6 separate regions of the Mus musculus genome follow, and all the other regions are linked to region 1. The links are chromatin contacts, called in public ChIA-PET, HiChIP or PLAC-seq and promoter capture Hi-C maps. All regions are on one chromosome and are shown on one strand. The core of a region is the stretch at or near the end of the contact, and the rest is flanking DNA. Distances in the headings are between cores, read along the strand shown. Region 1 holds the start of Nek9 (NIMA (never in mitosis gene a)-related expressed kinase 9). Region 2 overlaps Batf (basic leucine zipper transcription factor, ATF-like). Region 3 holds the start of Batf (basic leucine zipper transcription factor, ATF-like). Region 4 overlaps Ylpm1 (YLP motif containing 1). Region 5 overlaps Jdp2 (Jun dimerization protein 2). Region 6 holds the start of Jdp2 (Jun dimerization protein 2).

The links. Promoter capture Hi-C pulls out the DNA fragments that hold promoters and counts their contacts. ChIA-PET counts read pairs in DNA pulled down with a chosen protein or histone mark. HiChIP or PLAC-seq counts read pairs in DNA pulled down with a chosen protein or histone mark.
Region 2: an H3K27ac HiChIP or PLAC-seq map of regulatory T cells shows a contact between it and region 1, with 6 times the contacts expected there. The contact joins the enhancer-like site here to the promoter of Nek9 in region 1. A contact is called at or near these places in 9 of 39 promoter capture datasets (the 3T3-L1 cell line, the C10 cell line, cranial neural crest and 5 more), 4 of 484 Hi-C or Micro-C datasets (CD4 T cells, bone marrow-derived macrophages and megakaryocyte progenitors), 14 of 115 datasets of contacts at active chromatin or transcription factors (DN3 thymocytes, bone marrow-derived macrophages, cardiomyocytes and 10 more) and 4 of 9 other capture datasets (adipose tissue, embryonic stem cells, liver and 1 more).
Region 3: a contact with region 1 is called in a promoter capture Hi-C map of liver, with 4 times the contacts expected there. The contact joins the promoter of Batf here to the promoter of Nek9 in region 1. A contact is called at or near these places in 22 of 39 promoter capture datasets (the 3T3-L1 cell line, the C10 cell line, the HPC-7 cell line and 13 more), 3 of 484 Hi-C or Micro-C datasets (LSK cells, bone marrow-derived macrophages and megakaryocyte progenitors), 8 of 115 datasets of contacts at active chromatin or transcription factors (the HPC-7 cell line, effector CD8 T cells, embryonic basal ganglia and 5 more) and 4 of 9 other capture datasets (adipose tissue, embryonic stem cells, liver and 1 more).
Region 4: a contact with region 1 is called in an H3K27ac HiChIP or PLAC-seq map of extraembryonic endoderm stem cells, with 2.3 times the contacts expected there. The contact joins the enhancer-like site here to the promoter of Nek9 in region 1. A contact is called at or near these places in 3 of 39 promoter capture datasets (cranial neural crest, embryonic stem cells and hippocampal neurons), 1 of 484 Hi-C or Micro-C datasets (muscle stem cells), 1 of 115 datasets of contacts at active chromatin or transcription factors (extraembryonic endoderm stem cells) and 5 of 9 other capture datasets (adipose tissue, embryonic stem cells, liver and 2 more).
Region 5: a contact with region 1 is called in an RNA polymerase II ChIA-PET map of memory CD8 T cells, with 109 read pairs. The contact joins the enhancer-like site here to the promoter of Nek9 in region 1. A contact is called at or near these places in 1 of 39 promoter capture datasets (macrophages), 2 of 484 Hi-C or Micro-C datasets (bone marrow-derived macrophages and differentiating embryonic stem cells), 10 of 115 datasets of contacts at active chromatin or transcription factors (VIP interneurons, bone marrow-derived macrophages, differentiating embryonic stem cells and 6 more) and 3 of 9 other capture datasets (adipose tissue, liver and macrophages).
Region 6: a promoter capture Hi-C map of neutrophils shows a contact between it and region 1, with 9 times the contacts expected there. The contact joins the promoter of Jdp2 here to the promoter of Nek9 in region 1. A contact is called at or near these places in 22 of 39 promoter capture datasets (the 3T3-L1 cell line, 3T3-L1-derived adipocytes, the C10 cell line and 14 more), 30 of 484 Hi-C or Micro-C datasets (the 3T3-L1 cell line, B cells, the C10 cell line and 25 more), 17 of 115 datasets of contacts at active chromatin or transcription factors (the SCID.adh cell line, astrocytes, bone marrow-derived macrophages and 13 more) and 5 of 9 other capture datasets (adipose tissue, embryonic stem cells, liver and 2 more).

The regions. Positions count from the first base shown.
Region 1 is chr12:85,337,270-85,342,169 of GRCm38.p6, reverse strand. It overlaps Nek9 (NIMA (never in mitosis gene a)-related expressed kinase 9), which reads left to right and starts at 2,808. Exons shown (of 22, transcript NM_145138.2): 1 at 2,808-3,167. The coding sequence starts at 2,949. It overlaps Tmed10 (transmembrane p24 trafficking protein 10), which reads left to right. Exons shown (of 5, transcript NM_026775.4): 5 at 1-1,556.
Region 2 is chr12:85,703,554-85,708,453 of GRCm38.p6, reverse strand. The region is part of intron 2 of Batf (basic leucine zipper transcription factor, ATF-like); the gene reads right to left. Among named protein-coding and RNA genes, the nearest start is that of Batf, 19 kb to the right of the region's middle. Within about 2 kb of position 2,768, at least 326 of the 459 cell types and tissues checked have an H3K27ac peak or open chromatin away from gene starts, as enhancers often do. A contact at or near this core is called in DN3 thymocytes, adipose tissue, bone marrow-derived macrophages and 12 more, where this site is marked.
Region 3 is chr12:85,684,156-85,689,055 of GRCm38.p6, reverse strand. It overlaps Batf (basic leucine zipper transcription factor, ATF-like), which reads right to left and starts at 2,336. Exons shown (of 3, transcript NM_016767.2): 1 at 2,083-2,336. The coding sequence starts at 2,145.
Region 4 is chr12:85,048,953-85,053,852 of GRCm38.p6, reverse strand. Ylpm1 (YLP motif containing 1) reads right to left here. Exons shown (of 21, transcript NM_178363.4): 13 at 4,601-4,720; 14 at 3,985-4,161; 15 at 3,826-3,909; 16 at 3,481-3,564. Among named protein-coding and RNA genes, the nearest start is that of Prox2, 46 kb to the left of the region's middle. Within about 2 kb of position 2,527, at least 76 of the 459 cell types and tissues checked have an H3K27ac peak or open chromatin away from gene starts, as enhancers often do. A contact at or near this core is called in extraembryonic endoderm stem cells, muscle stem cells and pancreatic islet, where this site is marked.
Region 5 is chr12:85,621,869-85,626,768 of GRCm38.p6, reverse strand. All of the region lies in intron 2 of Jdp2 (Jun dimerization protein 2), which reads right to left. Among named protein-coding and RNA genes, the nearest start is that of Jdp2, 25 kb to the right of the region's middle. Within about 2 kb of position 1,893, at least 91 of the 459 cell types and tissues checked have an H3K27ac peak or open chromatin away from gene starts, as enhancers often do. A contact at or near this core is called in bone marrow-derived macrophages, effector CD8 T cells and memory CD8 T cells, where this site is marked.
Region 6 is chr12:85,597,011-85,601,910 of GRCm38.p6, reverse strand. It overlaps Jdp2 (Jun dimerization protein 2), which reads right to left and starts at 2,495. Exons shown (of 4, transcript NM_030887.2): 1 at 2,297-2,495.

The DNA of each region.
Region 1 (4,900 bases), core at 1,559-4,058:
CAGATGGCGTTGAGCATCCTTTCTCATTCTTGTCGTTTGCCATCTGTCTGTCCTTGTCAGTGAGATGTCCGTTGGTGGCTTTTGCCCATTTCTATGTGGGTCATTTGTTCACTTCACTGTTGAGTTCTGTGTGGGTTCCTCTATCAAATGGGTTGTTGCTTGAACTTTTCATATAACTTCTACCAGGAAAAATAAGTAAATTTTACCAGCCCTTCATGTATGGTCAATCACTGATCTAACTCCTGTTCTTCAGTGTTATCTCTGAGATGTGGATATACGGGGTTTAACTTGGACATCTGGGAAAGTCACAGATAGTAAATACTTGAAATATATATGTTGTAAAATCAAAGCCAAGGTTCATTCGGTGGAAGTTTTAGGTACCTCAAGGCAGTTCTGGAAAGTGTACCCCAGTTTACAGTGCCTACCTACCATACAGAAGGCTCTGGGCCTGATTGCCAGTGGCGGGGGCGGGGGTGGGGTGGGTACAAATGCTTGTAAACAGGAAAAATACTTGTTTATCATCTAAAGTCTTTCCCACTTCTCCTGGGAAAGTGGGTAACCTTTTAACCCTGCTGACCTGTTACAGGGCTTATCTCAATTGCAGTTCTGAGAATTACAGGGCTTGCAGTAAAGAAGTGGAATATTGAAGTTACCAGAGAATACCGTTAGGATGACCTGGATGAAGTATGCAGGTGGATGGGAAAGATGTAGTGGTTAAGTCTCAGGCTGTGCTGTTAAGGTTCCAGTTACTATGAACTCAAAAGCCTTTGTCTTATGACTTCCATAAATTCCTCTTGCATGGCATCAAGTGTTCTCTGGTACAATAGTGCCATCTGCTGTTGAAAAATGATCTAAGATCTAAGATCTTAGAATACAAGTCCTCACCATGGCAACAGCAGATGGTCAGAAATCTGTAACATTCATATATCAAGTGATAGGAGAACAATGTAAGTATGAAAAGAATAAACTTTGGGGTCAAAATCCATTTGTAGACTTTTAAGTGCAAAACCATAGCCTGTCTGTCCCATTAGCCTAACAAGAGACTCCTGTTTTCTGACGTGTGCCTTCCCCCCTAAGGAGCAGTGACAGCCGCTCTATTAGATTTCTATTTTCTTTTCTGAAAAATGTCAATTTTTCAGAGAGGAGAAAATAGAGCATTCTGTCCATGTTTTTGTTTCCAAGAACAAGTATAAACTTAAGCTCTGTAGAACTGAAATTCTTTCAAGTCCTTTCGATCATTTTGATCATGCCCAAAACAACCAAACTGGACAACATGCTTTTCAGTTCAGTTGAAGAGCATTTGCCTTTGACAGTAGGCGTGCACAACAGCATATCCGCTTTATAAACAGGTATATTATCTGCTTCCCTCCGTTCCAGCATAGTCAAAATAACTGAGAATCATACAGTTTCAACAAACCTTGTTCCTTACCATTGTCATGAACCCCCATCAGAGCCATCTTCTGTTTGTTAATGGGAAGAGGCATGTGGGATTTATACAGGCTCACCTGTTGGAGATGTTTGTGTAAACTTTCACAAATAAAAGCTAGCAGAAACCATTTGAGGTGTATTTGTCTGTTAATCTTTAGTGCCCCTTTGTCTGGGTGAGCAAGGATTCCTCTATAATTGTTGTTTTTTAAAGCACAGGGAGTGAAAACAGATAAATTAAAGAAAAAAAAAGTCACTGATTTACTGCAGGGCACTTAAGCAAAAGGATGTTTTAATCATTATGCTAATGAAAGAAATCTTGAGCAGATTTCCTCAGAAGGCTAGAGCTTTGAGAGCCAGTAAGATGGCTCTGTGGATAAAGGTTTTGCCATGCAAATCAGGCAACTTGAATTCAATCGGCACACACACACACACACACACACACACACACACACACACACACACACAAAACAGAGCCCTAATCACCTACTCCTTTGCTTTAGTTTCCCACTGTCCACAGGAAACACCAAACTGTACAACATACAAAGTGTACTTCCTGCTTCTGCCCAACAAGTGTAATGGCGCCAGTCCCATAACCTTAGTTTCATCACGCCCTGCCCTTTCCTAATTCTGGGGCCAGACTGCAGGGTTTGCCTCTCAAGTTCCTCCTAACTAGCTGTATCACCTAAAACAATCCCCACCCCACCCCCAACAGACACATAAACATTGTTTTCATGGCGCTCTGAGGATCTGGGGCCATAATATCATTAAAAAAAAAAAAAAAAAGAAAAGAAAAGAAAAACAAAACCCTTTAGCATTGTCCCAACTTAGGCAACCCTGTGGTGGTCATAGTCCTGCAACTTTATAGACTTAATGAAGAAGGAAAAGGAGGAAAAGGAGGAAAAGGAGGAGGAGGAAGAGGAGGAGGAGGAGGAAGAGGAGGAGGAGGAGGAGAGGAGGAGGAGGAGGAAGGAAGAAGGAATTGTTAAAGTTGTCAGAAGTCTAATGTTTTAGCTTGCTCCATTATCTTTGCTACACTATCGCTACAAAAAAAAAAAAAAAAAAAAAAAAAAAAAGGAGCCCTGCCCAACAAGCCAAGTGACAGCTAACACAGTCACAGCTCCTGGGACAAACGTGTCGCCAGGATTAGCCTGGACCACCTCCAAAATGTGACGCAGTCTGGAAAGCTGGTAGGGGGTTGTAGGGAAGCGGTCTGCAAACCCGCCGTGTGGTCACTCTTCCGCTTCCACGACACTCGCGGGTGTGAAGGCCAGCGACGCCCAAGGTGTGCGGGACGCATCTGCAACAAGTGGGCACGCGAAAGGCGGAGGGAAAACCTCGGCGAGCCGGAAACACTAAGAACCGCTTCCGGGTCAGGGGGCAGGAGCCACCATGGAAGCTCCCTGGGCCGCGGGGCCACCTAAGCCGCTGCCTGGCGTCTGAGGCCATTGAGGCGCTAAGCGGCCGGCCCTGCCCGCCGTGGATACGCGGGCGGCTCCCGGCGAGCTGCGGCCTCCGCCGCCATGTCGGTGCTGGGCGAGTACGAGCGACACTGCGATTCCATCAACTCGGACTTCGGAAGCGAGTCCGGGGGTGGCGGGGACTCGGGCCCGGGCCCCAGCGCTGTCCCAGGGCCGCGAGCCGGCGGCGGGGCGGCGGAGCAGGAGGAGCTGCACTACATCCCCATCCGCGTTCTGGGCCGCGGTGCCTTTGGGGAGGCCACGCTGTACCGCCGCACCGAGGTAGCGGCCCTCGGCTCCGGCCGCTGCCGGGCCTCCCCGCGCCCTCCTTCCCGGCCCCGCTTTCCAGTGCTGCTTGCCCCTGGCCCTCTATGGTCAGGCGTCCCTTGGGGTTTAGGTCTCGGGAACCCCACCGTGCTTTCGCTTCCCCTGCTGTAGGACATTGGTTTAATCACCGCTGTCACTGAGCGAGTCATTGAGCGGTCTTTTGCATTTTAGTTTTCCCATTTGTTAATTGGACTTAGCGATAACAACCTCGCCCCCCCCCCCAAAAAAAAAACCTTTACTTTTTTAAAGGTTATTTTGAGGTCCAAACGAAGGTGCTTTGCACATTGGGAACAATATAAAAAGCTTACTTGCTCTTTGGGAACAGTCTGTAAAAGCTTACTTCCTTTCGTATAGCTGTTGAAGGGCGGGATGGGGAGTTGGTGTGTACTTCCAAATAGCCACACTGGCAGCTACAACACACTGCTAGCCCTGTAGGCTTTGTTTTCTTGTTTTTGTTTTTGTTTTTTTCATAAATGATCACTCGGAGGATTTCCTTGATCACCAGAAAGATCATTGTTTGTTTGTTTGTTTTCTTGCTTTTCCTTCAGTGATTGTATAAGACAAATACTTTATTGGTGGAGTTGAGTCTGGAGAAACAAGGACCCCTTTCTTTGAGAACCCAAGGAAGCTAAGTCATTTTTCCCACCTTCTTGCATAAGGTCACAATGGAGAGACCCATGAGTTACTGAATCCAAAATTAAGAATGTGTACTGATTTAAAACCCTGTAGTGAGTCTACCTCCAAAAGTTAACCATAACTTGAGTCTAATCACCACAGCCTTAAAACTCTAGCTTTAGGGTAAACATTTAATGAGAACTTGCTGAGGTTGCAAAAGGTGATTCATGCACTTGCAATTCTAGTGTCTGCTCCCAGCCAGAACTTTTTGTGCTGGGGATAAAACGGGCTTTGCCAGTGCTCAGAAGGCATTCCACTACTGAGCCATACCTCCAGCGTCCAGCATATATCTATGAAAGATGGAAGAAAAGTAGTTGCAAGAAAATATCTTTGTGTTCTTTTCTATTCCAGTAACCAACCCATTAGTGGACATTATCATCTGTAGTCGCCTATGTTCTTATTTGTGCCGATTATTTTCTAGCATTTAAGTCAGTATAGTTAAGTGGCTCACTTTCTCACCGTTGAGCAGTGAGTACCAGTTTCCTATCTCTGTCTTATATGTCATGTTCAACTTGGTTACTAGCTTTGAGTTAATTTTATCACACTTCTCAGAACTGTATGACGCTATCTCTGTCACATGGTATTTATAAGATATGAACTTACAAAGCTTCTGAGAAGTAGCCCTTTCCCTCTAGGTTATAGTTACAGCAAGAAGACCAGCCAGTCATGTTAGTAACAGGGTCTTAGGTGTGGATATCCCAAGGAGACAAAAAAAAAAGCACTGAGGACTCCTCGCGGGCAGTGCAGGCTCTGAGGATGAGTGGTGTTTACACATATGGGAAAAAGTTTAAAGTTTTCCAAAAGAAACTTGCTGAGGTATCCTAAAGGAATGTTACAGTGGGTGCTGGTAGGCCAGGAAGCAGTAGCTAAAGAATGCGAAGTACCCCAAAATGGAAGTGACTGCACCTTATGAGGATTAAAAAAAGCAGGGGCCTGTGGGATTGGGGGGGGGGGCGTCTTATTCAGAAAGAGTAAATGAAAGTCACGAAGTTTAAGTTTATGGAATCAGGCAG
Region 2 (4,900 bases), core at 1,519-4,018, 370 kb before region 1:
CTAAAGTTTTCTATTAGCACAGCCATGAAGAGGGCAACTGAGAATTCCTGTGCACACATACACATACACATAGATTTGTATGTGGGTGTGCGTAAGTATAAGGTTGACCCGTGGGCAACTGCTGATTGCTGTCTATTTTGACTAATAGGAATAGCAATTTCACCTAAGATGTCTCTTCCCTGTCACTATAAGAAAACTCCAGGAGGCTGGGTAGTTTATTTAGATCAGAGTTCTGAAGGTTTAAGGACATGGTGGCTGAGGGGTGCATGATGGGAAAATGGATGGGCAAGTGGGGAGCTTAGAAAAGGAGCTTGTGTATAAGAGAGAGGGGGTCTCTTTAACAATCCACTTACAATAACCAGTCCCATCCCCTCACTAGTGAGAGACAAGCTGGGAGTGGTGGCACAGTCCTGTCATGAAGCACGGGGAGGCAGGAGGATTGGGGGTTTGAAGCCAGCCCAGGCTAGAAAGGAAATACAGAGAGACAGTCCCTTGTCACCCTGTCTCTAAATGGATGAGTATTCTCAAGGGCTGGGAGATATGCCTAGTGTGAAGAAGCAATGGAGCCCTAGGTTCAATCTGCAACACTGAAAAGGAAGGAAAGGAGGGAAGAGAGAAGGAAGAAAAACAATAGAAGAGAAACTGAGAAAGACATTAGTACTTTTTAGTGACACAATCCCCCCTTGTGGCCACCACCACCCCTCAACTCTGTTGTTTCACTAGGGATGAAATACACATACAAGTTTGGTAGGGACAAACCTCAGAAAACCTTGCCGTGGTGTGTGTGTGTGTGTGCGCACACACACACACACGCACGCACGTATGCACCTCTAGGTTGGCAGTCGGGCCAGCCCCAGGTAGAGGAAAGCAGTTTGTGCCTCTTACTCCCCAACACACGCCAAGTGCCTTGTGTCTGTGGTTGCCTCACGCGCTCTGCCTGCTTTGCTCAGGTGCTAGGGTGCTTATAGCCTTTCTGAATATTGAGGATCTACGATGGACTTGGCATTCTATTCTGCTCCCTCCTGGGTTTTGCGATCCTGTTCCAAACCATCCATAAGCCTTGGACAATACCCAGAAGACACTATGAGCTTCCCTACACCTGTAAATCTCTGATGAAGTTTATTAAACATAGGAAGCGATTATCAATAAATAAACACAGAATGGAACATTTATGACAGTATACTATAGCTGGAGTTATTTTAAAACGTATGAATTGTTTATCTCTGGAACTTTCCATTCAGTATCCTCAGACCACAGTTGACATTGGCTAACTAAAACCATAGAGGGTGAAACTTCAAACAAGGAGGAGCCCTGTACTCTGTGCAGAGGCAACAAGCGCTTGGTCCAGAAATGTCTTCCAGTGTTGTGGGGACTGCGTCATTTACCAGCCACCACAGCACTGGGGCATAGAAGTTGCTGAGAAACAACAACTTCTCCAGATAATGGGGTTCCCGGACCTGAATAAACAGAACCTTGCCAAGTCCTGGGGGCCTCCCCCAAGTCCCCTGAGAGGCAAAGGAACCTCATTTCAGGCCAGAAGCTTGCAGGCAGCTCTTCTGCAGATCTGGGATTTGGGAAGAAATTTGGACTCTGGAATCTGGGCTTTTCTTTTCCATGTGTGTGCACACATGTATGGGTGCAGGTGCACGCATGTGTGACACGCACATGGAGGTCAGAAGAACTCCCACGGGCACCGTCCACATTTTGTTTGAGAGAGGATGTCTCATTACCTGGAACTGCCAGTGGCCCTCGGGCTTTCAGGGATCTGCCTCCAATCTCGCCATCGCCCACATTCCAGCCACGTGCTCCCCCCGCCCCACTTTTTATATGGGTGCTTGAGAACACAATTCAGGTCCTCCGTTAGCACTTTACCAACGGAGCCAACACCTCAGTTCTGGAAATCTGAGCTTTTAACAGGTGTCTTAGGTCGTTTTAACGCCCGGGCAAGTTTAAAAACCCTATTAAATATGATACAAATAATTAAAGCCTGCTTTAATTATTTAAGCATGTATTAAATGCCCGTTTAAGCTCCAAGTGAACTTAAGTGTTTGTGGACTGACTGGCTGATAACATCAATTGTTGGCATGAGAATGTTGACTCAAAAGTATAGTGGTTAGCAGATGTACGATAACTTGACATTTAAAATTAACCCTAAATGATCCAGCAGGAGTGAGCTGCAGGCTAAGGAGAGATGGGATTTATCAGCTATACTGCCAATCACGGAAACTCAGTACAGTCGGGGTTTCTCTTTTAAGTTGTGGAGGAGCAGAGGACCCTGACATTGCTCATCAAGACAGCTTCCATTTCTTTTGAAGGTCATATGGGAAGGCGCTGAGCCTCAGCGACACTTTGAATGCTCTCTGAGCTAACCAGGGCCCCTAGTCTGGTGCAAAGGAAACCCCCATCTCAAGCGGGCTGAGGGAAGCCGACAACTGGATGCTCAATCCCTGGCTGCTGCTGTTCCTGCAGGCTGAGGCCAGCTGGGCATTTCGCTGGTTTTTGTTTTCTGGCACATCCCAGAGGGAGGTCAGCCTTTTACCAGGAAGGCAGCGCCCCGTTACTGAAAGGTGGGCGAAATGAACCTGGTGGAGCGGTATGCTAAGACGGGAACTGGGGCCCTGAGTCCTGGCCCTTTCCTCGCCCCCTCTGAGAGTTTCCACTGGTTACACCATTTACTGTAAGTTCCGTGCTCCGAAGAGCCTGGGCAAACCCCAAGGCAGCAAGGAGGGACGGACTGGGTGGGCGGGCTCCGATCGTCTCCCCGCCTAGAGGCCGGCCTAGTTTTCGGGAAGTGACTGCAGGGCAAGTCACTAGCAGGCGCTCTGCGGAGCTCCCGCTGGCCTTCTCCTGTCACCTCCTGGGCCTACAGATGCCAAAGCCCACGCTGGGGTAGACCTGACTAACCACTGCCTGCTGCCTCTCACCATGAGGCAAAGTGTGTCTTTACCTCTTAAAGCCAGACGGCTGCTTGCAAGAGGAATGTCTGTAAGCTCGGAGCCTTGCAGACACTGGCCACTCCCTAGAGAAAGAATGACTTGTAGGAGGAAGTGGCTGCTTTGGGCCCCATCCCTCTAAGCTGTAGAGGGCAGCAGGGCCTCTGGAGAGGACTCATCTAGCTAAAGGGACAGTTGGGGTCAGCTGTTTATCCACAAAGACAATGACTATACCCCTACCCAACTTCCGGGTGTGAGAAGGGACGGAACTCAGTGAGGGAGAGGGGTGAGGGTGTGTGTGTGAAGGAAATGTCCTTCTACTAGGCAGTGTGGAGATCAAGCGAGCCTGCCTCCCTCCCTGCTCCACCTTAGCCTGCTCTCTTCACCTTTCAGAATGTGGTTAGGCCCATCAGGGTTCTCACAACGGCTGCTGCAGTCAGTATAGCCATCCTACCAAGGAAACCAATTGAGACCTGGAGCAAAACCATACTGCCTGGGTCCCTAAAAACAGGCTGGTGGCAGCAGTTATGAGAGGTGCTGTGGTCCTCATGTGTGTCTCCTCAGAAGCACAAAAACTTCAAATGCTGGATCCAAAGACCCATAGCCAGGAAGATCTGGGCTCCCACTGGATTCCTCCTTTCTGCCTCTCCTGTATTGAGGGTCTGACTATAGGAGCAACGAGAAGTCCTCAGCCCCCTGTGCCCCCAGTGCCCTCCCAAGGGATAGCAGCACAACATCACATAATACCACGGGCTGAGTTGGCCACGCCCCTGAAGCCACAGAATCGCCCACTTCCATCTGCCACCCTGGAAGAGCACTCCATTGAAGCGTCATCTTTCAACATGAGCCAGCCCTGGCTCCATGACCATGGTGATCATTGGTGGTCTTGGCTGCGTGGCCCCAGGAGGACTCTCTTTTCCTATTGGATGCCAGCTGCTTCGCCTGAAGGCAAGATGACTAGTCCAAAAAGATCCTCAGCTGGAGCCTGCTATTCCTGACATTGGGTCCTCCAGGGAGGACTAGTATTGTTGGTGACAGGTTCTAACTAACTAGATCTGGGTTAACCTTGCCATTTGGTGGTTATAGGCTACACGGGGTGCCCGTTGGGCAGCTAATGTCGACAGCTACAGGAATGGGGGTGTCTCCAGTTTCCCCTTGAATTTTCCAATATTTCAGATTCCAAATTGGCTACCTAGATGTATTAGTAGACTAGCGCCTGTAATCTCCTCCCCAAGCCTTTTGATATTTTTGTGCATGTGCCTATGGGTGTGTCTGGCACCACAATTTAAATAGATGTGCATATATGGTACACACATATTTTATTTTTTTGAGAGTCTTATTGGAGCCTAGCTGGACTGGAACTGACTGTGAAGACCTGGCTGGTCATAAGCTCACAGAAATCAGCCTGCCTCTGCTTCCTGAGTGCTGGGGTTAAAGGAATATGCCTCATGACACCCACCCTTTTGTATATTTTATAGCTATCATCATATTTAATCTTGGTAACACCACTGCATAACACACCCTTTTACAAAAGAGGAGAAACTGAGGCACAGAAAAGTTAAGCAACCTGTCAGGAGACCACACAGCTTGTAGGCTGCAGCACAAACACCCGTCCTTTGCCTCCTGCCTTGGGAGCCTGTGAGCTTAGATTGTCTCAGGCTCAGTTCACTGGCCAACCTCCCAGTTTCCCTCCCTCCCTCGAGCTGATCCTCCCTCACCTGTAGGGTCACCTGATGCCACTTCTATCTATCAAGAGCTGGGGGTGGCTAAGGAGGAGGCGTTGAGGTGTGGGAACATTCTGGGAAATCCCCAATTGGAGGGGCTGCAGAGGAGGTCACTCAGAGCTCCTGAGTGACAGGGGAATCCCCAGGCTAGTCCCTCAGCCCCAGGCAGCTGAGCTGGAGAGAGACTGGGAGCAGCTGGCACTGCCTGGCTGGGGTCCAGCCTGAGCTCATGCGGGGGGCTCA
Region 3 (4,900 bases), core at 1,087-3,586, 350 kb before region 1:
AAAAGCTACTCAAAAGTGAAGAGAAATTGAAGCCTCAGGAGGGCTACTTTGGGAAATTCCAGTTAAGATGCCATCACTTCTGCTCTCTCCAGAGCTGTTCTAGCTTCACTCTGTGTGTGTGTGTGTGTGTGTACATGTGTGTATACATATGTATGCATGTGAGGTATGTGTGCGTGTGAGTGTGTGTGCATGTATATATGTGCATGTGTGCGCACATGCTAAACCTTCTTGATGCTCCTTTTGCTGTTGTCTTTGAAAACTCCGCTGAGCATTTACCATGTGCCAACTTCTGTACAAGCGCGTTCGGAGACGCTATGCTTCAACTCCCCAGCTTTCTGAGCAGGCACCGTCTTTTCTATTTTACACAGTACGAAGCTGAGGCTCTCCACCCTGATCCCTGAGCTCATGGACATCCAGGGGTATGACATCTTTCTGGCACTGATGCTCAATCCTTTCTGAGAATTCCCCCTTGACTATTAATTTCATTGTGCTGCACCCCTAGGCAGAGGGCGCCGCCCAGATCTGTTTTATTCGGTCCATCATTGTGCAGACATCTTGAGACCTTCCTAGTCCTGAACATGATGCCTGCTACAGATGAGGTAACCCCACCACCACCACCACCAAATCATTTTATGAAGTGCAGGTCGCCTGCTTTAGTGAGCCACTGACGGGTGCTTTGGAGGACACAGTGCTCTTTGAGTGCTTTCTAAGTATCTCCTATAGAAGATCAGGGAAGAGAAGCCCTTCTGCAACCCCCACCCTGTCACCTACCTCCACTGGCCTGAGGGGCAAAGACCCTTGGGTCAGGTTCTGATTCCCTTCCCTCTTTACTCAAACTTTCCAGGTCATTCTAGCAAACGGACATTGGGTTAGAGAGGGCAAGGATATATTCTTCCTTTAATGTGCTAAGGGACTAGGTTGCCATGGAAGCTGTGAGTAATTTCCTTCTTAAGAAGAGACTGGGGTACCATCTTCCAGGCAGTCTGAGTTGCTCTGATACCATCGTGAGCGAGGGACTATCTCCCTCTTGAGGTCTTCACCAGTATGGCTTTTGGTGAGGGCTTGTGACAGATGTGGGAGCCGGTGGTCAGGTAGTTTACGTTTATTTTGTTTGTAGCGTTTTGCAGCCCCCTGGATGTGTGTGAGCCAAACACTCTACCTCTGAGCCCCTCCCAATATGTGTGCTAAGGAAAGAATATAGTTTTTAAGATGAGATGTAAAAAAGTTTAATCCGTGGGTCTATGTTGGATGAGGAGGAGAAATGTCTAGAACAAGGGGCATCAGGAACGTGGTAGAGAGACCCAGAAACCACAAGGTGAGAAAGGCATCCCATCGGAGGCATCTTTCAGTCTGAGACATTTCGGCTTGGTATCAGTCAAGAGTCTAAGAGTCTCAGAATCTTTCCCTCCATCCCTGGTTTTTCAGGGATGATATTAGCTACTAGTGAAAGTCTCTGACACGCCTCCTGGACCATGGCCTTCTTTCTTCTATCTGGAAGCCACATGGGGGGTGGGGGGGAAAGATACAGGTTGTAGCTTTAGCCTCCCTTCCCACGGACTGCTGGAGTTACCGAGGCAATCCGCAGGCAGATCTTGCCACTCTTCTCCTCCTGTCTACCTTGCTTTGATTTGCTATATTTCTCTTCCCTGACCTCGGTTCTGTCTTGCCACTTGCTTGGTTTTTTCCTGGAAAGCTACAACTCTAGGATTTGGGTGGAGCCCGAAGCAGCGATCTACTGGAACATTCCTCTGCTTATGGTTGACCATACTTCTAAGCTCTGTGATATTCACCCTGCCCCCAGCTTCCTAGAAAGTTTCACGGTGGGAACCTAAGTGGCAGAGACGAGGGGTACCTCTTGGAAAGAGAGGCTTTTGTGGCGGGATGCGAAGCTTCAGCCCTTGGACCTCTGTATAGCAAACACCACACGGTCCAGAGTCTGCTAGAGAGTTCCTGCCACGAGCTACTTCCTTCCCCAGACAGAGCTCCCTGGGCAGGACAAGGGAGCCTACCCCTCTTCTACCACCCCAGGAAAATCAGAAGGCAAGGCATGCGGGGCGTGGGGGAGGGGGACGAAGGGGGTACCTGTTTGCCAGGGGGAGGAGAGCGGCTGAAGCTGGAGTCACTGCTGTCGGAGCTGTGAGGCATGGTTCTAATCTTCCGGGCTCTCCCACACCGTCCCAGATGCCTCTGGGCGATCTTCTCACTAGCTGGCTCCCCTTCTTGACTGCTAGGGGGCCACCAGCACACCACCTTCCACAGGTACCTCCCCTGCTTGCCCAACAGCAACCTCTGACAGACCCCTGCGTCCTCCTCTCTCTCGGGTGCAGAGGGACTGCTCCCCACAGGGACATCTCGCTGCTTTGGGGCTTGCGCACAGGCCCTCTCTTGTGGTTTCTGGTAATTCAAGCTGGAAGTCACATGGGCGGAAACGTCAACAAGTTAGAAAGAAGGTAGAGAGAAAATACACATCTGGGAAAAGACCACAGAATTAGGTGAAAGAAAAAAAAATACACAAACCCCCAGTATCTTCCGGCAGGCAGTTTGAAAGGCAGAGCGAGCGCTCTTCAATTGATGAAGATAAAGAAGAAAAACAGCCACACAGGGAAAATCCCCGGCCAGAATTAGCAAGTTCTCTGCTGTCAACATGGCAGAGAGCAGCAGGAAAGAGCCTCCAGGTCACAGGCCTTGATTTTTAAATCTAAATACAGTCAGCGACAAGCCTGAGGACCCTTTCTGGGTTTCACCCGAAAGCAACTGCCCATCCTGTTTTATGACCGGCCTTCCTCCTTCACCTATAGGACAGTTCGGTGGGCTGGGGACAAAAAGAAAGGAGGGCACTGCCTTTTACAGATGACCAAGCAAGACGTTGGGGCTAGCTGAGAGTCTCGGGGAGTCTCTGGAATCGATGCTAAAGAAGTTTATTATCTATCCCCTGTCCTCTTAGCAAGACACTTTCATTCTCCCTAGAGAAAGGATACCTACCTTCTGTGGAGGGGCTCCTTCAGGAGTTCAAGGTTGACCTTGAGTCTTCAGAAGTCAGTGACGTCATAACCCAACAAGGAGAGAACGTCAAAATGAGGGACAGAGGCTCTGGACTTGGAGTCAGATCGATATGATGAGAATCCAGTGACTCCCTATCCCTACTCCCCCCCCCCCCAGCCTCCCACCACACACACACACCTAAAACCTGCCCCACCTACTACCTTTCAGGGCTACTGCAATGAGGGATGACAATTTGAATAGGAATGTCCCCCACTCTGTAAAGCATGCTGTGGAGTGGCGGTGTTTGGCATGTGTCCCATGACACGAACACGCTTGTCGCTTTAGTGAACAGTCCCATTCTCATCCCAGTGTTTTGGCTATTTTTTTTTAAAGTTTGGGGACTGGAAAGATGCTCAGCAGTTAGGAACACTGGCTGCTCGTCCAGAGGACTTGGGATCTAGTCCTAACATCCAGACAGTGGCCCAATCATCTGTTACTCCAGTTCCAGGGGTCCTCTTCCTGACTCCTCGGGTACCAGGAAATGGACACGGGGCACATACATATGTGCAGGCAAGACACGCACACATATTAAAATAAAAGCTCTTACTCTATTCCCAGTGTGGCTCAAATGCTCACCTCGATTAATCTGAGGGCTGACAATATGTTATGGCTCCTAAAGCATTTTTGTATCCACTGATTACAATTCTGCCTGACGACAATATTGTTCTAAGGACAAACCTATCAAAATAATAATAATAACAATAATAACAATAACAATAATAATAATAATAATAATAAAAGTCAATCCTTGTAGAATTTGTATTTAGTGGTGAGAGCAGACAGGTAAAACAACTGAGCTGACATAATACATCAGGGAGTGTCAAGTGTCACAGATAAAAATAGAGCAGGGTAGGAGAATTCGAAGAGTGGCCACTTTTGTAAGCTGGCCAGGAAGGGCTTGGTGAAGGGGTCACACGTGAGCAGGAACCTGAGGGGGAGCAGAGAGGCTAAGTGAAGAAAGGTCCAGGCACACACCTGAGGTGGAACACCAGAGAGCCCAGTGTCTCCGGATCAGAGGTCCTGAGAGTGGCAGGGGACTGGTAGGGGATAAGTTCGGTACGTGGATCAGCCGGGACGTCTCTCAAGGCTCTTGGAGTCAATTGGGAGGAGTTTTGCCTCATTCTAAAGTAACCAGAGAACCAACCACAGGCCCGTGCCCCGTTCCCTAGATCCTCAGATCTAGCCACTGCGACTGCCTGTTTGTTTCAGAGCACTTATCGTAGCCGCTGATTGTTTTAGAACTTATTTTCTTCACTGGAAGGCAAACTGCATTTGGGAATTTCTTATTTAATCAAGCGTCCCCTGAGCACCCACCATGTGCCAGGCAAAACACTTGACTTTTTCCCCTGAACGAGACAGTTTATCAGTAAGTTTCCACTGTGTAACATACCAAGGACTTCACGAGAGCTTTAAACAGGCATGCTTTTGGCTGAGTTTGTAGGTCATTCAGAAGATTCCAGAAGGCCACAGTAGCTCTGATCTCATCCAGACCTCTCAGCTGCTGAGTTGGTTGGTAACTGACTGGTCTGTTCTCCCTGGCCCACCCCACCCCACCCTCCCAGCCATCCTGCCTGTTGTTCCCTTGGCAGGTGCCGGATTCTAAAGGCAGAACTCAGAACCTGCCAACATCCATGATCAGGTCTAGCTCAGAGTCCCATCTACCACATCCTATTGACCAAAGAAAGTCACAAAGTCGCTCAATGTTCAGTGGGCTGAAGATACAGTCCACCTCTTGACTCAGACCCAGTTGAAGACTTGTAAGGTCAAGCCTGCTGCCTCCCCCAGGTGGGCAGACGTTGGTAGTGTGAGAGCAGGGGAACTACATGCTCTGACTGGAGTATCCTGGGATCCCTTTAGA
Region 4 (4,900 bases), core at 1,278-3,777, 290 kb after region 1:
GGTACACACACTTCCTGACTTCCAGTCTGAGGTTCACACATTCTTAACATGTATAGGATGATTCAATGCAGCAGTCCTTTCTAAAATCCAGTGCTTTTTCCCCTCCAGCAGCTATGCTAGCTGTCTCACTGACGTTTTTTAAAATTTTAAGTTAATAAAGCATTATTTAATCTATCTCTGGGTGACCTTATATCACCCTTTTGTTTTTTGAGCATTTCCTTTAAAGTGTGGTCAGATCTATCCAAACTCTGTAAAATGAAACATATCCATCTACCAGATTTCATTTCTTTGGGTACCTTTAGGGTTATTTTCAGTAGGTAATGAAGCTTGATTATAAATAACAAAGTTAATTTTTAATCATCTGGAATAAGTTTAACAGTTTTTTTTTAAATGCAAAACAACTCTTTCTGCATGTTGAAAGTCGGTGATTATATTAAGAAGTTCTGGAACAGCTAAACCGTGAAAATAGCATATAGCTCTAACTTATGGCCTGCCATTCCTGATTTATTGGCATCTGTGTAAAAGGTAGGAGCTTTAGAAATTGGTGTCCCTCTGACTAAAGAAGAAGAATCCAGTTAGTTCTTTTTATAAACTGAAGTTGCTTGCTTTTGGAGTATTTGTTGTTAATTTCTTCCAAAATGTTATTGCAAGCCCTTTGCCAGCCTTTAGTGATTACTCATAACTAGGCCATATCAGCATCAGGATAAGGCACTCATCTCTGTGAAGTCTCTTCTTATAAATTGACTAAGTCCAACTCTTTCTTTTTTAAAACTTTTATTTATTAGATTTTACTAGCTACCTAATTTAATGAATGAAAAATTTAGCTGTAACCCAAATGAAAACATTGGTTTTTTCATTGTGTTTTTCAATAAATTTGAATGTCCCTTGCCCCAAATTTTATTTGAGTGCTCTGCTGCACACCAGAAGAGGGCATCAGATCCCATTACAGATGGCTGTGAGCCACTGTGTGGTTGCTGGGAATTGAACTCAAGAAACTTTAGAAGAGCAGCAGTGCTCTTAATCACTGAGCCATCTCTCCAGCCCCTTTCTTCCTCCTCCTCCTCCTCCTCTTCTTCTTCTTCTTCTTCTTCTTCCTCCTTTTCCACCTCCTCCTTCTTCTTCCTTCTTCCTTCTCCTTCTTCTTTAATAATTAATTTAGAAACCCTTCTTATATATGGTTTTAATTTTTTACTACTTACTTGCTAAAAGCACCCATTCTGAGATATCATCTTCTTTGTGTATAAGAATCACTGTGGGAGAACGAGTAGCAGGCAGGATAACTAAAGTTCCATTCAGCTGGGACCCAAGCGATCCACATGTGCCTCCTTCCTATAATGTCTCCACCAGAGCCAATTCTCCTTCAGCCTCAGCCAATAATGTTCTTGGACTGTTTAATCACCTTGTAAGGTTTGAATATAAATGACTTAGCGTTTGGGTAGCTAATCCAAGAGTGAGCTGCAGCTAGTTATTATCTCCCGGTAACTTTTGAAAGTCACCAAGAGTTTGTAAACAATCTCAATCTTAATCTGTGCCTTCCGTGGTTGGATTCCTCACAGACCTATCCTAGATCCTGGGTCATTAACAGAACTCCCTCCCTCCCTGTATTTCTTTAGCAACAATCTACAATCCCCAACAATGCAATATTCCTTTTTATTTCATCAAACATTTTCTTTAAGGTATCTACATCTGAATCAGCCAATAAGAATCATCCATACAATGAATGAATGACTAATAAATACCTTTGGAAATATAAACAGCACTGGCTTAGTACTTTATGCCTTGATTATGTTGTGTTTTATACTAGTAAGTTTAGCTCGCCCTAAATTTTTTCTTCCATAGAAGAACCATTGACACTATTAAGAAAAAACAAACAATCAAAAACAAACATTTCCCATACAGGGAACTTTAATACTGAGTTATTCCCAATATTAGGGAAAAACCAAAAAACATTTTAACAAAAATAAACATGTGTACTCTGTCCAATTGGCCTGGAGGATTTATCCTGGCAGAATTTTCTCTCCCGTTTCCCCCGAGTCTTACATTCCCCCTTCATCTGTCATCCCCTCCCCTTTACCATCGCCTCCACAGCCCTCTCTCCTCCCTCCAGGGGTGGCAGGAGCGGTCTGGCAGGGGTCGGCTGGCAGGGGTGGGCTCTTGAGAGCTGCATTCTGTCCCAGACGTGAAGGGCACACAGAGGTGCACCTGATGGTTAGACCCTGCTGGCTGGGGTGCCCTGTTGGGCTCCCGTGGAGAAAATTCCCTCTTTAAGATGGCAATCTGACTTTGGAGGAGGAATCCAGCCCGGGTTGGGTGGATATTAACCAGAATTGCCAGGATCTCCAGATCCACAGCAGGAGGGAGGGGTAGATTGGGTGAGGCCGAAATGACCTGCCACGATTGAGGAAGCAATCAGGTGGCTTTTTTTGTTTTGTTTTTGCCCCTCCCCAATCTCCTAGTTTCCCATGATATAGAGCGTTTTTTGAAACGCTGAGGTCAGAGAGAGGTGTCACAGGGAATTCCCCAAAGTCCCAGCTGTGAGTCAGCCCTGCAAATTTTAGAGAAACTGCCAACAGCCCTAATGACATTACTAGTCAATGTGTAACAGGGCTTTTTCTTTTTTCTTTTGTTTTCAAGAAGAATAAAAGATAGGGGGTTATCTGTCAGGGATCAGACAGAGGGTTGGAGGCCTTCCACCCACACCAAGCGGTGGGTGGTCTTGGCCAGAGGATATCAATTGCTACTTCCCTGTGTCTGATCCTTTAGGACAGAGCAAACTGAAAGTAAGAGAGAGGAGAGAGGAGAGAGGAGAGAGAGAGAGAAGGAACAGATTAGTCCTAGACAAGGAGGTGTAAGACAGGTGGGGCAGATTGATGTCGAAACGGGGGTGGGGGGTGGTGGTGATCGATCTGCTCAAGGACTGAATCAAAGAGGTGCCTAGGGGGTGTGGGAAGAGAAGGTTAAGTAAATAAAAACACAAAAGAATTTAATTTATAGTATCATATCAATGTAAACTTTTTTTTTTCCTTTTTGTTTTTTTGAGACAGGTCTATAAGCCCTGGCTGTCCTAGAACTCATTTTGTAGACCAGGCTGGCCTTGAACTCACTCAGATCTGTCAGCCTTTGGGGGACTAAAAGTGTGTGCCATTAGCCCAGCTAATGCTTACCTTAAATTTTATAATTAAATGGATTTATTAGAGAATGTCCTTGTTCTTAGAAGATAGCCATCAACAACATATTCCGGACTGATGGGTTATGAGGTTTTTCAACACAATTCTCATATGATTGTATAGTAATGGTATGAAATAATGTTACTAAGTATTTATAAGGTGTTTATTAAAATGTGTGGAAATATTAACACCTGAATTGGTTGAGATTATTTAAAGGTATGTAAGTGCTCATGTAACTTTTCTGGAAGTTTCAGATTTTCACAGTGAAGAAGGTGTTGCTTATCTGCACTGCCCTGAGGCAGAGTATACTCACTTCTTCAATCGCAGCATCTTGTAGCAGGGAGCGGATGTCTAGACGCATCATGTGACGAGGTGCAACTTCCCAGTGTTCAGCCATCTATTGAGATGTTCAGAACAAGTTAACTCTGACAACTACTCCAATAAAGACTAAGGAGAGTGTCAAGAGAAACACAACTAATGCTATAACTTTAACAGACTAGCTTTAAGAAGAGCTAGGCATCCCTTTCCACTTATAAGACAGAAAGGAGAACATTTATTAAAGCAGGCAGAAAGATTTCTGAGCGACTTAAGACAGCATTACTAGTGCTGAAAGAATGATGTCTGGGATTCTCCAGCATACCATGTTTCTAAAAATCACCTTGTTTATTTCTTTAAGCTTTCTTCCATGAATATTTCTCTTGCCACAAGTCTGGTTATCAGCACTCATTTCAGCCAAATACACCTAAATAAAAATGTGTAACAATTAGGCCAAGAAATACAAATTCACACTAAAAGTGCTTCAAAGTTAAGACTATACCTCAAAACCCTTGGTTTTCGCTGCACTCCAAAACTGATCAAAATGTCTAACTCTGTCATTGATAGCATCCAGAATAATGAAAGGGAAAAAGCCGTCATCTAGAGTCTTTTTGAAAGTTTTGAACATGCTGGTGCGATAAGTCTCTTCCATGTCAGCTTCATATTCATATTCCATTACCTAAGACCCCACAGAGAAAAGGAGGTTATTAGCAGGAGTAAGGAACCAGACTGAGCCGGGCTCAACTGAAGCAGGATGACTGCATCCTCTTCTTCCCACCTAAGCACCAAAGTTTGTGTCCAGAAGACAAGGAAATTCTCATCTTCAAAAACAAACAAACAAAAAAACCCCAACCCAGTGCAAGCTAGGCATGGCAGTGCACACCTTGAATCTAAGTAGGTGAGGCTGATCTTGTGAGTTCAAAGTCAACCTGATCTACCTGACAAGTTCCAGGTCAGCCAGGGCTACATAAGTAAATACCCTGCCTCAAAAACAAAAACAAACAAACCATAAACAAACCCTGCCTCAAACAAACAAACAAACAAACAACTGCTCCCCCATCTCTCCCTGAACACATCTTCCTTCACATCCCAACACAGGTCTAGTAGGATCCACATACCTTCTTTTTTACTTTCTTTCCAGAATCTGGATCTTTTTCTTCTTTTTCTACTTCAGCGATGAAATAATCATCTAGACTTAAAACCCTGGGGGCAGGTCCTCCAAATTCTACTTCCTTATCCTAAGAATATAACAATGAAGTTATAAAAAAAAAAAAAAGAACCAAATTGATGAACACTAAAGTTCCCACCTGTGGCTAAAATAAAAATTTCTGGTGGTTTCAAATCAATCAGAGGCAAAATTATTTGTCTAAACAGATGAAAAACTTATAAGGCCCCATGAACGTCCATAAGTTATCACT
Region 5 (4,900 bases), core at 644-3,143, 290 kb before region 1:
GGGTGCATGATTGAAATTCTGCACCCACCCCCAAAATAAATCTTACTTAAAAATACCTTAAAACTTAACTAAAAAAAAAATTCTTCCTCCCTATTGGTGCTTCCCACTGGCCAAGCTCAAACCAAGGGATACTGGGTAACGTTCCTTGCTATGATGGGTCACAAGCAGGTAAGGTAGACACAGATCTACCGGATGAGTAAAAATATCCCAAACATAGTTCTATAGCCCACCACCACCCACAAAAACCCACTCGCAATAACAGACCCACGCAGAGCTGTCAGGCAGGACACAATGTAGGGACTGGGGTCACCGTCACTGTTAACTCTTTCTGGACAGTTGCCATCAGGCACTGTGAGGCTGGTGGTAAGGGTGGAGGCTCCAGGACCCTAAGTCTCAGAGAGCAGGTCTGCGGACAGTCATCTGCCTGTCCTCTGCTTCCTTCCTGAACTCCACCTCAGACCTGCCCGACTGGAATCTGTCTGTAATCTGATTCCCGGGGGGACTTGTGGGTATAGGAGTTTGCTCAGAGGGCCATGGTGAGCCCTTGGCCAGTCTTCCTACAAACACATTTCTCTTCTGGTTGTGCTCTTTTTGTAAGTACTGCCCTCTGCCTGACTGTTCAACCAAATGCAAACCTGAAATCACCTTAATCCCACCCCACCCCACCCGGCAGCCCATTTAACAGTCTGCAGGGATCCTGCCTGTAAGCACCAGAGGATCAGATGACCATCACCACAGCCTCTCCCAATCAGACCCTCCCAGCTGAGCCCTTCACCACCGCAAAGGCTCCCGGGAGGCCTCCCCTGGCTAAAATGTCAGTCATCTCTGCTTTCAGCCCTCCACAGCCTCCATTACCTATAGCACAGACCTTTGTCTGTTACAGGGCCCAGTGGGAGAAGGAAACCGTCTCTGACCGGCTCTTCCATAGCCTGTCTTCTTTTGACCTTTGACTTCAGCAACTGGGGCCTCCTGTCTCATCATCAGAGCACAGTGCTCTTCCCTGTCCCCAGGTTCTCCGAGTGCTGTCCCTTCTGCTGGGACTCCTTGCTCTACATTTCACTGCCACCTCAATGGAGAGTGCCTTTCTTCTTATCATCTTCCTGTCTGTTTCCTTCCAGGGGCTTTTGATGACTTGTGCTCACCTCTCTCACGTATGCTTCTGTCTCTGGTCACTTTTCCCTGAGGTTATCAATCTATTGATAGTTACTCTACCTACATAAATATCTTACCCTCTCTCTACTGCCTTCACCCAGATGAACACCCTGTGGAAGGAAAGGGCCTTCAATGTATATTCATGAATTAAATCAAGAATAGTTACTTCTTGCCAGTCGTTGATGGCACACACTTTTAATCCCAACACTCGGGAGGCAGAGGCAGGAGGATCTCTGTGAGTTCAAGGCCAGCCTGGTCTACAGAGTAAGTTCCAGAACAGCCAGGGCTACACAGTGTGATCTTGTCTCAAACAACAAACAAACAAACAAACAATATTTACTTCTCCATCTTTGGGGTTCTCTAGCACAGCTCTCTACCACCTCTCCCTTTATAGACAAAGCTGTTGGTATGATCGGTGACAGTTCAGGGTTCAAATCTAGATCTTTTGCCCCTGGGGCCCAAACATTTATGCTCTATGGAAAGGCTTATGGTCTACATGTGTCACACACACACAGTCTTTTCAGCCATGTCCTCTCACAATGGGAACATGTAGTCACAACCGAAGCTTCTACTTCTGACAGCAATGTTCGTTCTGCTTTCTCCTCTTTGGGTCTTTTTAAATTAAAAAAAAAAAAACCCAAAAACCAAAAAAACCACTGCCCGTACAGTGAAGAGGAAAGGGTAACAGCTGCAGAGCTGCAGAGCTAATGGAAGGGCCCCTCCCGCTCTCTTCAGCTTAGTCTTCACCTTTGATCATGTTCCTCGGGCCACACACTTTGCCTCGGTGGCCACATGAGACTGACGTGTGACATCTGACATTTCCAAAGCAGTTTCAAAATTATGTCTCTTGAAGGCTGGGGCTATGACTCAGTGACAGTGTTTGCCTATGGTGCAGAAGGGCCCCAGCTTCACCCTCAGCACTGCATGAACTGGTCGTGGTGGTGCACACCTGTAAAGTGGAGGCAGGGGGATCAGAAATTCAGTCATCGCTGGCTACAGTATCTAGGCCAAGGTCAGCTTAGGCTACGTGAGACTCTCTCTCTCTCTCTCTCTCTCTTTTTTTTTTTGAGAACAAGAAAGAAAACAGCACGTTTAACCCAAGGTGCAGGAAATACACTGACTCTCTCACAGAAGGTAACATGGATAAAGCAGTAAAGGAACATTAAGAGCAGGCAGGCAGGGGCACAGTGAAAAGCAGAAGCTAACAGTATTGCTAGAATCTGAAGGGTCTTAGGACGGTAGCACACACAGAGAGAGCCAGGCCTGGGCATGTGGGCATGGCACAAGCTGTACCATTCTTCAGGGTCGGAGATCAGATGCTCTGTTAGAAAGGCTGTGGGCTTCTGGGCGAGTCACGTGGCCTCTCTGAATCTTGACTCCTCAGTGCACAGGGATGGCACAGAGTGGGTTTGGAAGGACACAGCTCCATCCAGCCCAGAGCCTGGAGCTTAGGAAAGGCTCTGCAAGCATCTTTTTTTTGCATGTGACAAGGTAACTAAGACACCGTACATGCTCTAGAGGCACATTCAATCTTCCTCCTTGGCATGGAAAAGAGAGAGAGGGGTGCAGTGTTGGGGGAAGAGCCTTGCTGGGCTCTGGGCCTAGAGCCACTAGCCAGGCCCACAAGACTCCCCTCCAACACAGAGAAGCCACATTTCAACACCAGGGACCGTGAGCACCCTGGAAAGTAAACACCCAAATGACAAACATACCAGACATTCCCCACATAAACCGGCTGCACTGAGCCAGGGGTTCCCCTGCTCCCTACCAACAAAGTAGGATAGTCCAGAGGTGAAACTTTGGCCAGCCCAGGCCAGCTAGGCTGGGCCGACCACCTCTCCTGCAGGGATGAGGAAATCCCAGGGTCTCCCTAAAGCCTTCCAGGGCCAAGCCTCTGGCCCTCCAAAGCACTTCCAAAGGTTGAGTACTGAAAACTACCTGCCCTTGGCCACCTTTCTTCCCTAGCCAAGTCCATCTAGTGCAAGTGGCTAAGGGCTGAATCTCTGTTGCTTCTGGGCAGGGCCTCATGAGCAAGTTCACATGAATGGCTGTTGAAGACAGGGGCTGCAAACCGAAGCCACCTTTAAGAGCTAGGCTGGCTAATTAATGGTTAATAAGGGAGAGGGACTGGACAGGGCTGTGTCTGCAGAGGGATGCCCAGATTAGCATCAGCCAAGCAGTTTCAATGCTGCCCAATCTTTCAAGTTTTCAAGACTAGCTGAAGATTTTTAAACGTAAAACCTCTTGGAGATGGAGAGATGGTATAGTGGTTAAGAGCACTGACTGCTCCTCTAGAAGACATGGGTTCAATTCCCAGCACCTACATGGGAATAAAACTGTCTCCAGTTCCAGGGGACCTGACACCCTCACACAGACATACATGCAAGCAAAACACCAATGTGCATTAAATAAAAATAAAGAAATAATTTTTTTAAGAAGTAAAACCTCGAGCTGGAGAGATGGCTCAGTCAGTGGTTAAGAGCACTGACTGCTCTTCCAGAGGTCCTGAGTTCAATTCCCAGCAACCACATGGTGGCTCACAACCATCTGTAATGCAGCCAACTAATTCCACTTTGAACCGAATACCACTTGAACCAAACCAAACAAACAAACAAATCTGTGGGTTGCATGGCCTCCAGTGGAGTCTGCCACCAGACACCTGGGGTCTCATCACCACCGTCAACTCTATACAACAGCTCGCCTCTTTGGATCATGAAAACACTTAGCCAGTGCAAGAGTTCCCACTTCTCTCTGACCTTCAAGAGCACCCTCAAGGGATCCCGAGAGGGTCTCATTTACCAGTGGACAAACCACAGTCTGCAGAGGGAAAAGTCGCTTGTAGCTCTCCAGGCAGGGAAACTAGCCGATTCTGTGCCGGCCGGCTGCCTCTGTCGTGGCTGACTGGGCTAGACCTCCTCTGTGATCCTCCTTGGGCTCATTCATTCTGTCCTTTGGAGGAATGGTCACATGGCAGGAAGCACACCGACATTCCCTAGATCTCTTTTAAGACGTTTCTATTTTCACAGACTAAATGGCAAACATCTAAACCTACTCCTAGAGTGTACAGATGGGAAACTGAGGCTGGTTCCAGGTTCACACTTGGGGACAGGAACTGGGTCCTAGAGGATAAGTTCAAAGGACATTGCTGGGCTCATCCTCTTCGGCTACTTGACTGCTCTGTGTCACCTTGAATTGTTTCTTACCTTGGTCCAAGCCACTGTACCATCTGTCCCCGGACCCTGCCGGACTCTGCTGGGAGCCTCCTTTTGGTCTTCCCATCCCATGTTCTAGCTTACGTTGGGGGGGTGGGGGGCAGGAAATATCATCTCCATCAGGAAGTCCTCCTTGACTCTGAGCCCTCAGGCTGAGAAGCATCCCTCTGCACAGAGCTCCCATTCAATGCTGAACTCACCCTTGGCCCTGCTGTGCTGCTTTCTACCCTCCGAGGCTCTCTCCACAACACTGGGAGTTTCATGAAGACAAAGCCTGTGTCTTGTTGGCTTTTTGTGTGCCCAGTAGACTGCTCAACATTTGCTAAAAGGAGAGGAAATTCAATCTAGACAGGAACCTGGGAACTTTCTCCCCCTTTACAGTGACGGGGACCAGCCCTATGGCCCTCGTACAAGATCCCGAGATTCCTGCCTGACTCCTGCTCCAGTGTTTTGCTACTGCACTTTGCTGTCTGCAGAACCAGGATGTAACCATGACAAACACAAGCACCAGGCCTTGCTCCCTCAGGGCCCCTTGG
Region 6 (4,900 bases), core at 1,246-3,745, 260 kb before region 1:
GTGAGCGCAAAGAAAGACTAGAAATTCCAAGCCTAGGTCACTGAGACACTTGTCTCTGCTGAGTCTCGACAAACCACACACACACAGAGGCACACACGAACACACATACACAGGCACACTGAGCTTGGCAGCCCCTGAGCTCAGAGAGCTGGTAACACAAGCCATGAAGCTGACTGCCAAGACAAGCAACAGAAAGAGCCAGGCCCAGTTTCATTGGCCACCATACGTTGCATATGGCCCGGGACGCAGCCAAAAGAGTGTTCTCACCCTCCTCAAAGGCATAGGAGACCCTCTGTTTTCAAACACACCTCCACAGAGCCTTAATTAAAGGAAAATGGAAAAAAATAGCATGCCTGTTGCTCTCCCCCTGCCTGCAGGGGTATTCGCACACAAACCCCTGCACGGTTACTCCTTTTCTCTTCTTCCCACTTTGGGTCTCAAACATAACTCATTCCCGTGGAAAGAAAGTCTGCGTTCTGCTGAAGAAAAGAATAAGAGTTATCCCCAGCCCTGGAGGGTTAGAGGGACCAGGGAGAGTTAGTGCTGAATGGATACAAGGCAGGCCAGCCTAGCGTCTGTGCTCTAGGGTTTGTGCTGGCTTCTTCCTTTCCAGTGTGTGTGTGTGTGGGGGGTGGGGGGGATAATTAGGAAGAGGGAGCGAGGGAGATGGGATGAGGAAGCAGGGCTATGAATTGTAATACCAGTTGTACCTCCATAACAAACCGAGGCCCAGGAGGCCCAGTTCTGCAAGCTGAAAGAGTGGGAAAGGATATCTTGTCAACAGGTGGGAAAGATAAACAGACCAGGAAGACAGGGGAGTTCCCTGGTAGTGCAAAAGGCGTCAGTGGATGAGTAAGGGACACATGTACCGAAGCTTTTCCTAAGTGACACCGTCACCATGATAGACCTGTCTCCTTGGAGATTACTGTAACCAATTTATTGACAAAAGGTTCAGAGGCCATCTCCCCCCAGTCCTTCCTGCAACCTTTCAAACCACCCAGCACCCAGCTCTTCAGGAAGATTCTAGAGCTCCTCTGAACTGAAGCCAACGTGGAAGGGAAACAGAGGAGTCTTTGAGAAATCCATCCTCCCTACTACTTTAGGCAAAGTGAAACCTCTGGCGCCTTAGAGGCAGGAGAATAGTTGTTTCTATCCCCGGACCTCAGGTTTCTGTAAAGAACCCTGCTCACACCTGATCCCCGGTTAAACTCTTCCCTAGAAACCTGCACGGGAAGATAAGCCCGCCATCCAAGCTGAAGCCAGCCAGATTTGCTGAAAAGCAGGGAAAGCAAGAGGGGGTGATTTTTAAACCCTGGAGGGTGGGGGAGACTTGGGGGTGAGGTCGAGGGACGAGGAAGACAGTTGCTAACAGCCTTTGGGACAGGCAGGTACCCAGCTGTGGTACAGAGCCTGTTTCCCATGCTGCCTGAATTAAGATCCTGGGTAGAGTGGCCCAAGATTTAACAATACACAGACCTGTGCCACAGTCCCCTGGAAGGTGCCACTCCAACACATAAGGGCTGGACAATCTTCTAGGGGGAGCTGACTCAAATAGTCGATTGATTCCCCTCTTGCACCCGCCTCTCCACCTCTATCCCCAAATGGCCCATCCATTTCTGCAAATGAGTCAAGGCATCCCAGGCCTGCCAGCTCCTCCAGATACCCAGGCAAAGCCTGTTTCTGCCGCTCCAAGGGTCCAGGAAGCCTAGCCTTCTTGGATAAGAGGGGAGGAAGAGTGCCTTCTAAACTGGGCAGGTTACCTAAAGAAGCCTGCTTACCTTCTTATATAACCTGATGTGCCTGACGGGATCCCAAGGGAACTGGGGACTGCCCCGTGGTTCCCTCCTAACCCAGCCAGAGCCCGCCGCAGCAATGCTCTTAAGCGAAGGAAGCCCTGTTGGTTAGATGCCTTTCTCAATACCCTCCCCTCCAGGTCTTGCAAAGAGAGCTACGGAAGAGGCTGAGGCGCGACCTGTCAGCAGGTCTGGGGCGTGCATGCCCCCTTGAGTCCCCCGCAGTCCCCGGCACAGTTTTCTCCCGCTCACCCCGCCCTCTCCTCCGTCTGTGCACAGCCTCCCAGCAAGAGCACTGGGGAAGGAAAGCAAGGAGGGAGCGCCCCGCTGTCCCGGCCACAGACAGGACTGTCCTGCCCAGCCGGGGAACCACCGGTGGGCAGCGGCTGCAGCCATCCGATAGAGTATTCCGGCCCTGGGGTGGCGGGAGCCCCAGCGGTAGCTACTCCGGGGGAGGCCACCCCAGGTGCCCGCAGCCCCGCCTCCCCCCTCCGTGAACCCACCGTGCAGAAGCCGCTGGCGGAGGCGGCGGCCCCGGGCCCAGAACCCTGCTGCAGGCGCGGTGCCCACTCCGCGCTGCTGCCGCCCGCTGCCCAGGCCCGTCCCGGCCCGGGAGCCGCCGCGGCGCCAGCCCCGCCGCCGCCGCTGCAGCGTCCGCTGCCGCCAGCGCCCCCCGTCGCGGCCGCCGAGTGTCCCTCCCGCAGGCTGTGGCGGGCGGCGGGACGGGTTGCATCAGCCCCGGCTATATAGCGGGCCCTGAGTGGCGGGGAGGGGTCGGGAATGCGGAACCGGCCGAGCTGCCAGCTCCACACGTCAGAGGGGGACGGAGAGGAAGAGAAGGAGGGGACGGGGAGGAGGGGGTGTGGATCGCCCGCTTCACACCCACTGACCTTCACCTCCCCCGCCGCCGGCGCCCTCCTCCCGCCGATGCTCGCGCTCCTCCGCCTGCGGGGCCGGCCCGGGCCCCGCCGCGCTGGTCCCGGCAGCATTGCGGTCCGGCGGCGCGCCCCGCCCGCGGCTCCCGAGAGCGCGAGGCAGCAGGACACGGCGAGCGGTTATGTAAGCGCATCCCCTGCTCGGCCTTGCGGCCGCCACCCCCAAAATGCTACACAGCCCGGGAGGCAGCGACGCGAAGGCGGCGGCCGGATGAGCAGAGAACCCCTTCCAGCTCAGCCCACGCCGAACCATCCTCCTCCGTCCGGTGCGCTCTCCCCCAAATCCAGAGCGAGGGTTCCGCGCAGTGGTGTCTTCGGACGCTGCAGGATCTCGCAAGCTTGTTTTGTTTTTCCGCGGAGGAGCATGGGCGGGGGTTTAAGGCGTTTGGAAGCCTTAATCCCTACCCACTGTCCACCAAAGCGTCCTGACGTCCTGAAGCCATGCGGTGAATGAACGAGCTCCTGAAGTGGAACTGCACCCTGAGGCCACCGTTGTTGTCAGTGGCTGGCCCAGTTTGAGCCAGGGCTCTTTGCCCAACTCCAGCAGGCTTTTGCCTCCCTTTGACAGGACGCAGCAGTGAGCCTACCTGACTTCTGCCAAACCTCCAAAGGCCTTCTTCCTCAAGGACTCCAGGGCCAGCTTCCGTGCTCTCTTCCCACCCTGCTACAGAAGTAGATAGTAAAGAACACTCTAGATAAAATATGACAGTCCCTCAAAGGCGGATTGTCTCAGGCAGAAATGCGTGTGGCATCTGAGAACTATTTGCACACACACATAGACACACACAGGTCTCCATACCCTTGGGGGGGGGGGCAGACCCCCGCCCTCTTTCCTCTTAAATCAGAAAGGAGTGGCAATGTTGACACTCAGTGACCTTCGGCCTCCTTCTCAGAGAGACAGCAGGTCATCACCCATAGAAGAAAGGAAGTGAAAGAAAAAGTTCAAGTCTTCATAGAGTACAAATGCTGAGATCGAAAGACCAACAGGGAGGGAAGGAAGTCCACGCGCCAAGCCGGACAAGCAGGTCTCCACGTGCGTGCCTGCCTGCAGGGAGGAATCGGTCTCCATTTTACCCGTAAGTCTTCCTGCAGGGGGGAACAGGTGAATGGAAAGAAACAGACCAAGCCCTAATGACATCACTGTCCATCTTCCCCGCCACCATCAGCCCACTTCCCTCACAACACTGATGAAAGGAAAAAAAAGAAAGACTCCAAAGGAACACACGCCACAAACTCCGTGGTAATGTGAATCACTCCTGTAGGACATGATTCTCCATCCCAGAAAAGCCAGCAGCACCTTTACAACACACAGAGATCAAAGCTGGAGACTGGGGAACTGGCTCACATGATGCTTCTCCCCTAAGATGAGGATCTGATGTTTATGGGAAAGAAAACAGGGAACAGGTGGAGCATTAAACCTCTGTGTGTCCTCTGGTGGGACTTTGAAAACGCTAAACTCATCTCTGTGCAGGGCCTAATAATTGAAAATGTGTCCTTAAAGCTGCTCTTCTCCAAGGCCTACTTTGGATCATGGCTAGGTGACAGGTGTCCTTCTGGGTCACTACTTCCTCCACAAAATAAATATGCTACAGGAAAGGCATTGGCGTGGGGGCACTAAGGGGTCTTTATTCCCTTTCATCTCCCCAATATCTATTAGGCTCCCCCATTTTGATATAGTTGTTACCCAGTTTTATATTGGATACTATACAAATACAGCTCAGACCTCCCTCCTAGCCACACCGTTTCCTACCAGACCTCTCTGTGTAGTCATTGTTTCTGGGCAAGGCTGGAGGGAAGGCCACAACTGGCTCCTTTGGGCGAACATGCAATCTCCTGATGCAACTGATCTACCTTAGGCTTTTAGGGAAACAGTGGTCTAGGCTAAGGCAGTCTGAATTAGGTGTCTTGTCTCTTGCAACTAAATAAAACAAACAAACAAACAAGTTTCCAATAAGATGCACATCCATGGGCCATCGGGCTGATTCAGAGATAACCACAGACCCCAGATAAAGTGGAGGAAACTAGGAGTTCTCTGGATTGGCCAGGGAGAGAGGCTACCAGAAGCTGACCTGAAACTGGAAGATGCCACCTGAGCAAAGATGTTTACTGATAATAATATTAATGCAAATAAAAATAGAGAGAAATCAAGACACCAATGGAATAATGGTGACA